Linked DNA regions of Bos taurus: region 1 is linked to region 2. A link is a contact called in public Hi-C data. All regions are on one chromosome and are shown on one strand. Each heading gives the region's core, a stretch centred on a gene start, on an enhancer-like site or on the middle of the called end of the contact. The rest is flanking DNA. Distances are from core to core; before and after follow the strand shown. Region 1 has its middle 13 kb from the start of IL15RA. Region 2 holds the start of RBM17 (RNA binding motif protein 17).

Region 1 (6,643 bases), core at 3,256-5,755, 81 kb before region 2:
ACAATAATTTCTGACTAAACCTCTGACCTGCCAGGTACATTCCATTCCACCTCACCCACTCCACGCTGTCCCTCCATCCACTTCAGTCAGCTTGCAGGTCAATTATTAACTGGGTCTGAGTTTCATCCCTCTCTTCCTTGGACGGGGGATGTCTCTCATCGATTTCTGCCCCAGTGTCTCCAAGTGCTGAGGGAGGGTTTCCTGTTCCAGTCCCAGCAGTTCCGGGCGTGCCCTGCAGGAGATCCGCTGACATCCTGAGCCTCAGCTCCCTGCCTGCACCCAGGCTCCTTCCTCGCTGAGGCCTGGAGAGTGTGCAGTCCCTGCCTGCGGTGCACCGGGCACCTGGGAACGTTTGGATTCTGTTCGGGCCTCATTTGCCCCGAGGGGAGCTCAGAACTTGGGCCATCTCTGACAGCTCCCCGGCTTTCCCACTTCTAGGAGCGCAAGATTAGTGTCCTGGCTGCCCATCCCAAAACAGTCAGACTCCCCTAGGCTCTTTTTGTTTTTTTTTTTTTTAACAGCTTTGTTGATGTTCTTTGACATATAAAAATTACGTACCCTAAAGATGTTTGATACATGTTATGCATCATGAAAAGATCACCAGGGTCTTTGCCGTCCCCTGTCCCTCCGCAGTTGCCCAGGTCTCTCCTGAGTCTCAGTTTAACAGTGCCTGTGTCAGAACCTCCCACCCGCCCCAGAGCAGGGGACGGTGGGCTCTGAGCTCGCCCCTCCCCTGCCCTCTCCTCTTCCCCACGGGCTGGGGAGGCAATGGGCATAGGGAAGGAAACACGCTCTCCCGGTTGTCCCGAGATCCCCCTCCTTTTTTGTCCCACGCAGTTGGTGGAGTTTCCTTGAACCAGATTAGCATCTGGTGACTTTGTTTTCATGAGTCCCAGCGTTGGTGGTTGCAGGGGTGCAGAACACAGACTAGTCCTTTCATTTCTAACACAGTCAAAACGTCCTCCTTTATGTAGGATCCTTGCATACCGGCTATGAAGCTGTCTGTCTGGTTTTCCCTAGAGAGTGGTGCTCCATATTTGTAAAATGAATACACAGGAAGCTGAAACTCCAGAGGCCCTAGAAGAGGTTTTAGCACCGTGGTCCTGATCTCTGTAGACTGGATGTCCCGTGCCCTTGAGTTCACCAGTGAAATCCACCCCTCTCGGGGCATGCCTGCTGCACCTCTAGGGACAGTAAGCAGGAGTCTATTTGCAGTTTTGGAGGAGTGGGCCCCGGGGACAAGCCCACGGGGGAAGAGAGGACAGGCTGGTGCCTGTCTGAGGCTGTCCCAGTGGTCTGGCCCCCTGGCTGTGGATGAGAACCTGAAAAGCTATTTAGGTGTGAGCTGAGAACTTGGGGTTCACAGAGACTCCAGGTGAGATTCCAGGGTGCACAGAACTTGTTTTAGTGTAAATGCAGTCCTGACAGCCAGATCCTGGGGATCCCCAAAGGTGTCTGAGGGAAACGGTGTGTGCGTGTCAGCGTGTGTGTGCGCATATGCCGTGGGTGTGTGCGGGGTTGAAGTCCAGCTCTAGCAGATGGAGCAAGAACAAGGCATTATGGTTTATCCCCAGTAGCCTGGCTTCATCTGAACCTGCAGGCTGGTGAGGCCAGAAGACATTTCATTCAGACGCCAGTCTCCCCTCGAACCTCCCAAACCCTGCCACCCCACCAGGAACTTCAAACAGAGGTGAATTTTTCAGAAAGCATGTTATTGGAGGGGGTTAATATTTGAAGCATACGGTTGGATAGGTTTTGATATGTCCGCACCTGTAAACCCACAGTCACACAAAAGCCCTTTTAACCCTTACTCTGCCCCTCCCTGCCCATCTTCCATGTCTCCACTTAACATATATAATCTTTCCTCTAGCTTTTAAAAAAATCTTTTAAAATTAGTTAATTAATTTTGACTGTGCTGGGTGTTTGCTGCTGTGGTTGGGCTTTTCTCTAGTTGCGTGCAGCGAGAGGGAGCTACTCTAGTTGGGTGCGCGGGCTTCTCATTGCAGCGGCTTCTCCTGTTGCCAAGTGCAGGCTCCAGGCACACAGGCTTTATTTGCTCCACGCCATGTGGAATCTTCCCGGATCAGGGATCGAACCCGTGTCCCCTGCATTGGCAGGCAGATTCCTAGCCAGTGGACCACCAGGGAAGTCCTCCTTTTTCTTTTTTAAACAGATGGAATGCAGTTACTGTTAACGTTCTAATGGGTCACCGGCTTTGGTTTTGATCGATTGACCTTTACTCATTGTGAGTCATGTACTCCTGCTTGCTTGCATGGCCCGTACATCCTGACTGGTTTGTGGATTTTATCTAGTTGGCTGCTGGATGTTTTTCTGCATTCCTGTAAACAATCTCGAGCTTAGTTCCAGAGTGCAGTGAAATGCATGGATACGCTTTGATCCTTTTGGATCTCGCTTTTAAGGTGTGTCAGGAAGGATTTACACAGCTTGTAGCCTGGAGGTTGTTATTCCCCAATGCTGAGGTGTGGCCCCTCTGAGCACTCTACCCAGTGCCTCATGAGTTACGGAATCCAGAGAGCTTTAGGCTGGCTAGTGGGAGCGGGCATTGTCCATGACCTCCCAGGTCTCCAGGCTGGTGGGACCGGGCATTGTCCACGACCTCCCAGGTCTCCAACTGGTGGGACCGGGCACTGTCCACGACCTCCCAGGTCTCCAACTGGTGGGACCGGGCACTGTCCACGACCTCCCGGGTCTCAGGCTGGTGGGAGCGGGCACTGTCCGTGACCTCTCGTGTGCTGAGTGTTGCCGCCCCACTTCCTCAGGGGGCCCTTTTCCTGGCCTGAGCAGTCCCTCACACACAGCCGATGGCTGGCACTCCCGTGAGAGGAAGGGCCGTGGCGCAGTCTCTCCAGAACCTGCTGGTCTCCGAGTCCTCTCAGTGCTGCTCTCTCCTGGGTCCTCTTCCCTGTGAACCATGAGGCCTGGGCTCTCTCTGGACACTCAGCTGCATCTCCTCCCCATGCCTGGCCTGAAATGTAACTCGTAAGCTGGGCCAGCGTAGGCTCTCCTGTCTGTTTCTCACCCCTCAGGGATCGGTATCCTTCACTGCAGCACATCCGACGTCTTGAAAACCATTGTTGGGCTTCCCTGGTGGTCCAGTGGTTAAGACTTTGCCTTCCAGAGAAGTGGGTGTAGGTTCGGTCCCTGGTTGGGAAGCTAAGATCCCACATGCCTCAGGGACAAAAAAGATAAACAAGAGATGCGGTATCATAACAAATTCAATAAACACTTTTAAATGGTCCACATTTTTTTTAAAAAGTCTTTAAAAAATCTTGTTATCTCATTTTGTTGTCTCCCATTTTTGGTTGTTTCAGGCATGAGGGTAAATTCAGTTCCTATTTCCCCATCTTAGCCTGAAATGGAAACCTAAGCAGAGCTTATTTAATACAAGGATCTGGTTGCATTAAATAAACTAAAGGAGCAAAGTAGGAGAGGTTTTTATTTCAGGAAGCAAAATGTTAGTCACTTAGTCCGTCATGTCTGACTCTTTGCGACCCCGTGGACTGTAGCCCACCAGGTTCCTCTTTCATGGAATTCTCCAGGCAAGAATACTGGGGTGGGTTGCCATTCCCTTCTCCAGGGGATCTTCCTGACCCAGGTATTGAACCCAGGTCTCCCACATTGCAGGCAGATTCAAGGTCTGAGCCACTCCAGGGAAGCCATCAGGAACACAGGGAAGAGGTGGGATTACATAAGCAGACTTTCGGCTGATTCTGACGGAAACTGTTGCTGCGGTTGAAATAAGTGCTGCTGTAATTGCAGAACTGTTTTGGAGCCTGTAATGGCAGTCAACCACTGCTGACTGTACCGGGGCTGCCAAAGGCTGTTGGAGCCCACAGCCACCCCTCACTGACGGAGAGGCCACAAGAAGCTGAAAGGAAGGATTATGGCTTCTCTTTCTTCATCGGCCTTCCAAACTCTTCCTTGGACTTCCCGAAGGCCACCTAGCCCACAGCCAGGGCAGGAGCAAGTGGGAAGCTGCAAAGACACAGCCCCTCACAGCAGAGACCCGGGCGTGCAAGGACAGAAGTCATCACCTATCTGCGGCTGCATCTTCTACTCCCTTGCTGATGAGCGGTGTTTACTTTCTCAGTTAATCCCGTGGCTGTGAAGCACTCCACTGAAGATTTCAGATAGTTTATAACTTCTCATATTGGGGTCTGTTCTTTCAAGGTAATCTAAAGGACTTAAGCCAGCTTCTCTCTTCCGACTCTACTAATGGAAATTAGTAGCCATCCGTCTTGCCTGACTGCTTGAAGGTAGTTCTTAGCCTATTTTTTTTCCAGATGGTATACTCTGTTATCCTACCCTCGTAGCATTAGGATAACTTATGTAAGTAGGATAATTTACTACTGTAGAAAGAAAAAGACGTACATTTTGCACTGCACTCTTTCACAGGAGGAATGGAGTAACAAGGGGATTGGCTCTGCAAATCTCAGCCCTCCCTCTTTCTGATTCCTAGCTTAGCCAGAAAGGACTGTCTGCCTGGAACATCCCCATGTGAGCCCACATTTTTGGAAAGCCTTCAGGGACACTGCAGACTAACTGCAGTCATTCTCTGAAGATTAGTAAGGAAGTAGTCACATGAGCACGGAGTGTCAATGCTGTTTCCTTGGATGAACTTGTTTACCTCCTGGAGGGAGAAATTTTTTAGATAATATTTATGAACAGCAAACATGTACTTACTTGAAAGTCTGTTTAAATGTTGCACGATCATTCTTGTCTCATTTCCCACTGAAAATATTTGGATACTGATAAGACCATATCAGCCAAAGTTGGGGGCGAGGCATGTCTGTCTCTGATATTGGTAGGGGTGGATGTTGTGGGGCGTTGATATAGCTGTTCTAACAAGGGCAGACATCACAATGGCCTAAAAAGGAGAGTATTCCTTTCTTTCTTTTTGGCAGTTGTGACTGTTAAAAGGGCTTCCCAGGTGGCTCAGTGGTAAAGAATCTGCCTACCAATGCAGGAGATGCAAGAGAAACTGTTATAAATGTTACATCTGCATTTTATTTTTCAAAAATTTTATTTTATATTTGAGCATAATTGATTAACAGTGTTGCATACGTTTCAGATGTACAGAAAGTAATTCAGTTATACATATACATGTATCTATTCTTTTTCAAACTCTTTTCCCATTGAGGTTGTTACAGAGTATTGTGTAGAGTCCCCTATGCTATGTAGTAGGTCCTTGTTGATCGATCTTATATACAGTAGTGTGAACATGTCCATTCCAAACTCCCAATCTGCCCCCAGGGGAGGTTATTTCTGTCTCACATCCAGTACAAGTATAAGCAGTCCTGGCATGGCCCCGCCATGCCAGACATCCTGGCTCCTTTGGTGTTATTTCCGTTTTGATCCCACTCCTGGTCTGACTCCCACCACCAAGGCCATCTGCCGGCCAGCGGAGGAGGTGAAGGAGGGGCGGGACATACCAGTTCTCTTCAAGGGCGCATCCTAGAGACTGCTTGCTTTACCACACTCACGTCTCCTGGGGCAGAGCTTAGTCACAGGACGCACTGAAGCCCAAGGGAGGCTGGCAAATGTAATCCTCAGCTGGGAGAGGACTGTGTCCCCCTAAAACCTGGGGCTAAGGGAAAGATGGATTTAGGGAGTCACACAGCAATCTCTGTTAGAATGACTTATCTTCCACAGTTGTTTTAAATTCCCAACCTGGTAATCCCAGCATCTCTGCCATGTCTGTGTTTGGTTCTGACGCTGGCTCTGTCTGTTCAAACTGTACTTTCTGCCTTTTAGCTTGCCTTGTAATTTATTTTTTTTCTCCACTGCTTGTCTTGTGGGATCTTAGTTCTCTGACCAGGGATCGAACCAGGGCCCTTAGCAGGGAAAGCATTGAGTCTTCACTACTGAACCACCAGGGAATTCCCTAGCATGCTTGCACTTTTCTGTTGAGAGCTGGATATGATGTCCCAGGTAGCAGGAGCTGAGGTGAGTAGGCCTTTGGTGGGAGGCTTTGTATGTTGATGTAGGAATTAGGCTGTGTTTAATGCTTACAATGCCTGGGATGTCAGAGGGTGAAACTGCCTGTGGTGTAGTTGTTTTTTCCCCCTGATTTTCCCTGGGTTTTCTCTAGGTTTCCCTTCAGATTTTTTCTTAAATGGGGTCTGAGACATGCCCGTCTTTGGGCTGTTTTGTGGTTGTTTAGTCACTCAGTCATGTCCGTGTGCTCTATGTAGCCCACCAGGCTCCTCTGTCCATGGAGATTCTCCAGGCAAGAATGCTGGGGTGGGTAGCCATTCCCTTCTCCAGCAGATCTTCCCTACAGTCTCGTACAGTCCTGCATTGGCAGGCGGGGTCTTTAGCACTGCATCACCTGGGAAGATTTACTACCCTGTACCCGTTAAGCAACCACTCACGCCAGCCCTGGTGAGCAGTAGTTTGCTTCAGTCTCCTTGGAGCTGCCTCTTCTGGACATTTTGTACAAAGGGAATCACACAGCACGTGACATTTTATGTCTGGCCTCCTCCACTTAGCGTCATGTTCTTTAGGCTCATCTACATGGCAGCCTTTCTTGAAGGCCTCATTCCTTTCTGTGCCTGAGCCGTATTGCAGTGTGCAGAGATCACGGTTTGCTTACCCACTCATCCACTGGGGGGCGTTTGGG
Region 2 (6,453 bases), core at 1,919-4,418:
TCCTTCACTATCTCCCTGAGTTTGCTCAAATTCATGTCTACGGAGTCAGTGATGCCATACAACCATCTTGTCCTCTGTCACCCCCTTCTTCTCTTGCCCTCAATCTTTCCCAGCATCAGGGTATTCTCCAATGACTCAGTTCTTGGCATCAAATGGCCAAAGTATTGGAGCTTCAGCTTCAGTTTTTCCAATGAATATTCATGGTTAATTTCCTTTAGGATTGACTGGTTTGATCCCCTTGCAGTCCAAGGGACTCTCAAGAGTCTTCTCCAGCACCACAGTTTGAAAGCATCAGTTCTACACGCTAACCTTGCTTTATGGTCCAACTGTCACATCCATACAAGACTACTGGAAAAACCATAGCTTTGACTATGCAGACCTTTGTCAGCAGTGATGTCTCTGCTTTTTAAATATTCTGTCTAGGTTTGTCATTGCTTTTCTTTCAAGGAACAAGCATCTTTTAATTTCGTGGCTGCAGTCACTGTCCACATTGATTTTGGAGCCCCCCCAAATGAAATCTGACACTGTTTCCACATTTCCCCATCTATTTGCCATGAAGTGGCAGGACCGGATGCCATCATCTGGTCCTACTGTTCTCTGAATGTTGAGTCTTAAGCCAGCTTTTTCACTCTCCTCTTTCGCCTTCATCAAGAGTCCGTTTGGTTCTTTTTCACTTTCTGCCATTAAAGTGACATCATCTGTGTATCCGAGATTGTTGATAGTTCTCCCAGCAATCTTGATACCAGATTGTGATTCATCCAGCCTGGCATTTCGCATGATGTGCTCTGCATATAAGTTAAATAAGTAGGGTGATAATATACAGCTCTGATATATATATAAATAAAATAATAAATAAATAAATAATAAATTATTATATTATTTAGTATGATAAATCTGAACAAAGTCATCTCTTAAGCTAATTTTACTTTCCTTTGTATCTGGAGTTTATTCCCCTTATTCCATATTTTGTATTTTTGTGCTTTCTTCCATTTTTCTTTTTTAGTTTATGTTGATTCACATAGATGTGTGGTCTTAGTTCTGTCTTATTGTTTTGTTATGATTTCTGTTTTTCAGTTTTTTCAAATATTTCACTGAGTGATTTTATGTGACTTGCTGCTGTTGTGTGCATGCGTCTTGAGAATTTGAAAGGTTTGTATTTTAGTTCTGGGTTAATGATAATCAGAATGCCACACGATATCCTTAACCACCTATTTCTTTATGTTAACTACCAACTCCCTGCACTATTTCCTTCTTTTGTCCCTTCTCCTCTGTTTTCTTAACCCTCAGTTTTTAATTATATTCTTTCTTCATATGTCCCTTTGTACTAAAGTGCATATTTAAGTGTAGACTATTTGATTTATCAAATTAAAATGTTTTTACCCCCAAATATGTTATTGAATGAGCTTCCCTGGTGGCTCAGATGGTAAAGCATCTGCCTACAATGCGGGAGACCCAGGTTCAATCCCTGGGTCAGGAAGATCTCCTGGAGAAGGAAATGGCAACCCACGCCAGTATTCTTGCCTGGAAAATCCCATGGACGGAGGAACCTGGTAGGCTACAGTCCATGGGGAAGCAAAGAGTCGGACACAACTGAGCGACTTCTTTTCATTTTCATTTCATGTTATTGAACCAAAGCTGAGTCCACTTGCCCACAAGCAGTAAAACCAGTCGTGACGAAGAGAAGCCTAGCACTTATTGCAGGCATCTAGCAAGGAGAAGCGGCAGCTCACACTCAGAGGACCTGAATCTGATAGCTTTGAGGGAAGAGGTTTTAAAGGCAGGGTGAGGGAAGGGGCTGCAGGGGCCTGATCAGCTCCTGCACAGTTCTCAGACTGGTTGGCATCAAGGTGAAGTTTCAAGCATCTTCAACCTTCTGGTTCAGCCAGTTTAGTCTACATGCTTGCAGTCAGCAGTTCTCATCTGGCAGAGGCTGCTTCCTGTAAAAAAAACCTAGGAATGTGTGTCAGACCTTTATCGTTCAGGGCCCTGGGAAGTGGGTGATTCTGCTCTGGCGGGTTTATAGTGTAAATTGTTACCAGTTTCCTGGCTCAATAGCTTCTTTACATCTTCACATTTCCCAATCATTAACTCTTGAGTCAGCCTTTTGAGACTCGGGGAGGCCTGGGAGACTAAGCAAAAGTCTTTTACTTCAAAGGACAGGGATCTATACAGGTTGTATACGATTTCAAATATAGATGAGAAAATCGCATTGACACAGAATCCTATTTTCTCTTTCTTCCCAAATTTTGTCCTATCGTTTTGAAATCGTGAGGCTTTATAACATGTACCTTGTATGTATACATGTATGTATATGTATATAACATGTATTCTGTAACCCTAACTTCACATCCATGATTTCCTCAGCCCTTCCCTTGTGACTCAGCTGGGAAAGAATCTGCCTGCAATGTGGGAGACCTGGGTTCGATCCCTGGGTTGGAAAGATCTCCTGGAGAAGGGAAAGGCTACCCACTCCAGAATTCTTGGGCTTGCCTTGTGGCTCAGCTGGTAAAGAATCTGCCTACAATGCAGGAGATGCAGGTTTGATCCCTGGGTTGGGAGGATCCCCTGGAGAAGGGAAAGGCTACCCACTCCAGTATTCTGGCCTGGAGAATTCCATGGACTGTATAGTCCATGGGGTCTCAAAGGGTCAGACATGACTGAGCGACTTTCACTTCACACAGTTAATTCAGCACTCCTGGTCTTGTCTTTTACAGCCTTTTGCCCATTCATCTCTCCTACTATGATTTATCTTTAGCTTTGTGCACACTGATGATGAACAGTTTTTTTTTAATATAAATTTATTTATTTTAATTGGAGGCTAATTACTTTACAATATTGTATTGGTTTTGCCATACATTGACATGAACCCGCCACGGGTGTACATGTGTTCCCCATGAAGCCAACCTTTGCAGCCCTGGACCAGTTGTCCTCTCCGCCCGAGGTCAATGCCAGGCTCCCGGGGTGTGTAGCGTCACAACCTTGTGCCATCGCGACCCCTCTTGGCGGCAGAGGAAGTTTCTGGGCTCTGCGGGCTCGGTCCTCCGGCCGGCAGGGGGCGCGCGGCAGCAGGGGCGCCCTCAACGCAGGCGCCGGGCGCCTCTCTTCCGGCCGTACGCGCCGTGACCCCGCGCCGCCGCGCGTCCCGCGGAGTCTGCGTAGGGGTTGGCGCCGGAGCGGTGCTGCCGTCGGGGGCTGACGCCGAGCGCCCAGCCCGCGGTGTCGGCGGCGCGTCGGCCTCGGTGCGCCGCCGCGGCCCGGGAGCGTCGGCCGGGGGGGCCGGGTAAGTGGTCTCTGGGGCCGGTGGGCGGGCGGGGGCCGGGGCCGGCGCGCCTCCTCGGCCGGGCGTCGCGGCAGGTGAGGCCGCGGCTTTAGGCCGCACCGCGAGGGGCGGAGGTCCCTGACCTGCCCCGCGCCGCTGGCTGCCCCGCGCCTGGCGGCCTGGCCGCTGGTAAGCCTCCCCATCTTCTCTCGCTCCCTGCTGCCTCCTTCCTTTATGTGCCTCGGTTTGTCGGGCCCTCGCACCCCTTCTCTACTCTTTTTCTTCCTCGTCTGTTTGCTCTGTCCTTGTGTCTCCTGGACCCGAGGGCGCCTTTCCCTCCCTCTCGCTGTCCGTCTGTCCGGGAACAGCTCTTGGTCCCTTGAACCCGGTAGGAAGGTCTGAACAGTCTGTGGCCGGGGCCAGGGACGCCGAGGAAGGAATCCGTTTCCTCCCTCTGGCCATTCCTCAGAGACAGGGGTTGTACCTGGACGAGGCTCCGGCACTGCCTCGGAAGCGATATTTTAGCTTCGATATCCAGTCACCAAGCGTTTTTTTTTTTTTTTTTTTGCTTGAGCGTTTCCTTTTGCCCCGGTCATGTTTAGGAACAGCAGATAAGTTAGATCAGTAAGATTTTGTGTGTATGCTCCCGTGAGTTTAGTTTCCAGAGAAACAAGTGTAAAAAGCCACGCCTCGGTCGGTCTGGAAAGGCTTGCAAAGGAGTGAGGCGTGTAACTGAGTCTTGGGGGTGTTTTGTTAGATGTGCAGGATGGGGGAAAGCTTCCCTGCAGAGGAAATAAGTGTAAAGGTAGCAAAGGTGAAGCACCTTAGTGTATTCTGGAAACTGCAGGAAAGGCAGATAGAAGTGTGAACATGGGTAGTCAGGTCGGATCAAGACGGTTCTCTGAGAAATCAATGAAGGAGGGCCCTGGGAGGTGCTTATTCCTAGAGGCAGGCAGTAGAGTGTACAGTGAAGTCGCTCAGTCGTGTCCGACTCTGCGACCCCGTGGACTATAGCCCACCAGGCTTCTCCGTCCATGGGATTCTCCAGGCAAGAACACTGGAGTGGGTTACCATTTCCTTCTGCAGGGGATCTTCCCGACCCAGGGATCGAACCGGGGTCTCCAGCATTGGAGGCAGACGCTTTAACGTCTGAGCCACCAGGGAAGCAGGCAAGTGGGTGGGAAATAGGATATTCTGGGGGAGGGCAAAATTCTGCACATTCTCAGGTAGGTGCGGACTGCGTCTCTCTTCACCAGGTGGAGTTTTTAAAGGATGCAATTCAGTTTCCACAGTTCTGTGAGTTAAGGGCCACAGGCATTTTTTATAGTGAGGATATTTAGGCGATATGGGATATTACATTAGTAACTTAAACTGTGGGTGTTTTATTTTTAGAAGAAATAAAGCAAATGGTATATACTAAAAAATGTGTTGTGTGCTGACTGACAACTCACTGATGTATTTAGAAAATATTTTAAAAGTGCTTAACAATGTCCCAAGCAAGGTGCTCAGTTGGAGATATAAAGATGAAGACAGAAACAGCCCTTGTTGCCTCTGAGGGCTTTATGATATAGTAAGAGACAGACATGTCACCCAGTGGAGCCTAACATGATGTGAGTGTGTTCAGGGGGTAGCTGGTTTTATGTGAGGGTTGTTGTTAGCAAAGGCTTCAGAGATGTACTTAAAAGATGAGCACGTGGGGTGCTCCTGAGAAGATGTCTTCCACGTTCTTTTTTGCCAGTTGCACGTGTTTTAAAAAAATACTTCTTTAGCTTGGGTAGAATCTTGAAAAGTCATCATTCTTCCAGAAGAGCTGTGTTTACCGTGTTTCTTTTTAAGTGAAAGAAAAAGGAGCATACCTGGAAGATGTGTTGATCAAAGGCTGATGTTATTATGAAAACGAAGTCAATAGTGAGGTGGTATTTTAAAGAGGTTATGAAAATCAACTGTTTGTATTTCCATTTGGTCCTGGCTTCCTAAGATATATCCAAATGTTAGAAAGTGCTCCGTTTCTATTACCTGTCACCAGACTTCATGAAGTAAATGTGTTGTATCATCTGAAAGACATCTGAGCGTTAATGAGGTGCAGTTCAGGTCATAACAGAGTCTTGTTAGTGCACTTGTTGTTTTCAGTGTTTGCCGCAGAGAGGATGCACGAATCAACTGTGACATATTTACAAGTACTCGAGGCAGCTAAAGTGAAGATACATATACTTTTTAAGGAATGGATGCAACAAGCTGTGTTGGTAAGGTTATATAAAAGGAGGAAAGGAGGGAATTAGAATGGAGTTCAGGCTGCTGCTGGGCCAGGGAGATCACTTGGGTGGATGGGATGGGATGGGGACCATACGGGTGGAGGGTGGTCTCTTGTCTCACTGGTGCTTGTTGCATTATAGTAGTTCATTAAAGCAAGTCTTACAAGTGCAGGTGGGTAGAGCGTGTCGTTGCTGTGGTCCGTCCAGTTCTATGAATTTGAAGATCTCTGAAGAGAGCTCTTCTGCCTTTACTGTGATGAGGAGATCTGATGTGTAAGCTCCGAGGTACAGAAAGCTAGCAGATGCTAGTAAGGGGGCATCAGTTTCTGATATTTAAGCTATGTTTTTGAAGGTTTTGAGAACAGAAACGGGGAACTTTAAATGAACATAAGATTTTGCTGTACAATGACTTTGGAAGCAGACGGAGGCGAATCAGGTGCCATTGTCAACAACTAGCTTCAGGTAGACTGGGGTTGGAGGAAGTGTGATGGCATGGAGCCTCGCCAGTTGGGTGACGAAGTCTTAGGAGTTGGGCTCTTGGCTGAAAGCACTCTGTTGGAGGTAGAGCGCCTCTGCATTGCTTGAGCGTGTAGCCCTGAAATAGGGAAAATGTTTGCATCATGTTCACTCCGTCCCTAGGGGGACATCCAGCATCCTGTTAGCTCACACTGCCTTGCCTAGTGCTGCTGCTCCTCTCCCTTTTACCTAGTTTTTTTAAAAATTTTGATTGTGGTAAAATATACATAACATAAAATTTGTTATTTGAACTATTTTTAAATGTGTTGTGTGCCCATTACTACCATCCACCTCAGAAGCTTTTGTTTCCTCTTTACTTCCTAGTGGAGCCTGTGGGCGTTGTGTAGTTTCACTGCTGATTCATGTGGCTAAAAAAGAATTTATTTAATTGTTGATATTTAAAAATGTTTATTGAATGCCTCCTCT

The links. A called contact is a pair of places that touch in the nucleus more often than the background predicts.
Region 1: a contact with region 2 is called in a Hi-C map of skeletal muscle, with 5 times the contacts expected there. The contact joins the enhancer-like site here to the promoter of RBM17 in region 2. A contact is called at or near these places in 2 of 11 Hi-C or Micro-C datasets (liver and skeletal muscle).

What each region holds. Positions count from the first base shown.
Region 1 is chr13:17,502,168-17,508,810 of ARS-UCD2.0, reverse strand. No RefSeq gene overlaps it. Among named protein-coding and RNA genes, the nearest start is that of IL15RA, 13 kb to the left of the region's middle. Within about 2 kb of position 4,505, at least 13 of the 102 cell types and tissues checked have an H3K27ac peak or open chromatin away from gene starts, as enhancers often do. A contact at or near this core is called in skeletal muscle, where this site is marked.
Region 2 is chr13:17,420,163-17,426,615 of ARS-UCD2.0, reverse strand. RBM17 (RNA binding motif protein 17) reads left to right here and starts at 3,168. Exons shown (of 12, transcript NM_001101083.1): 1 at 3,168-3,280.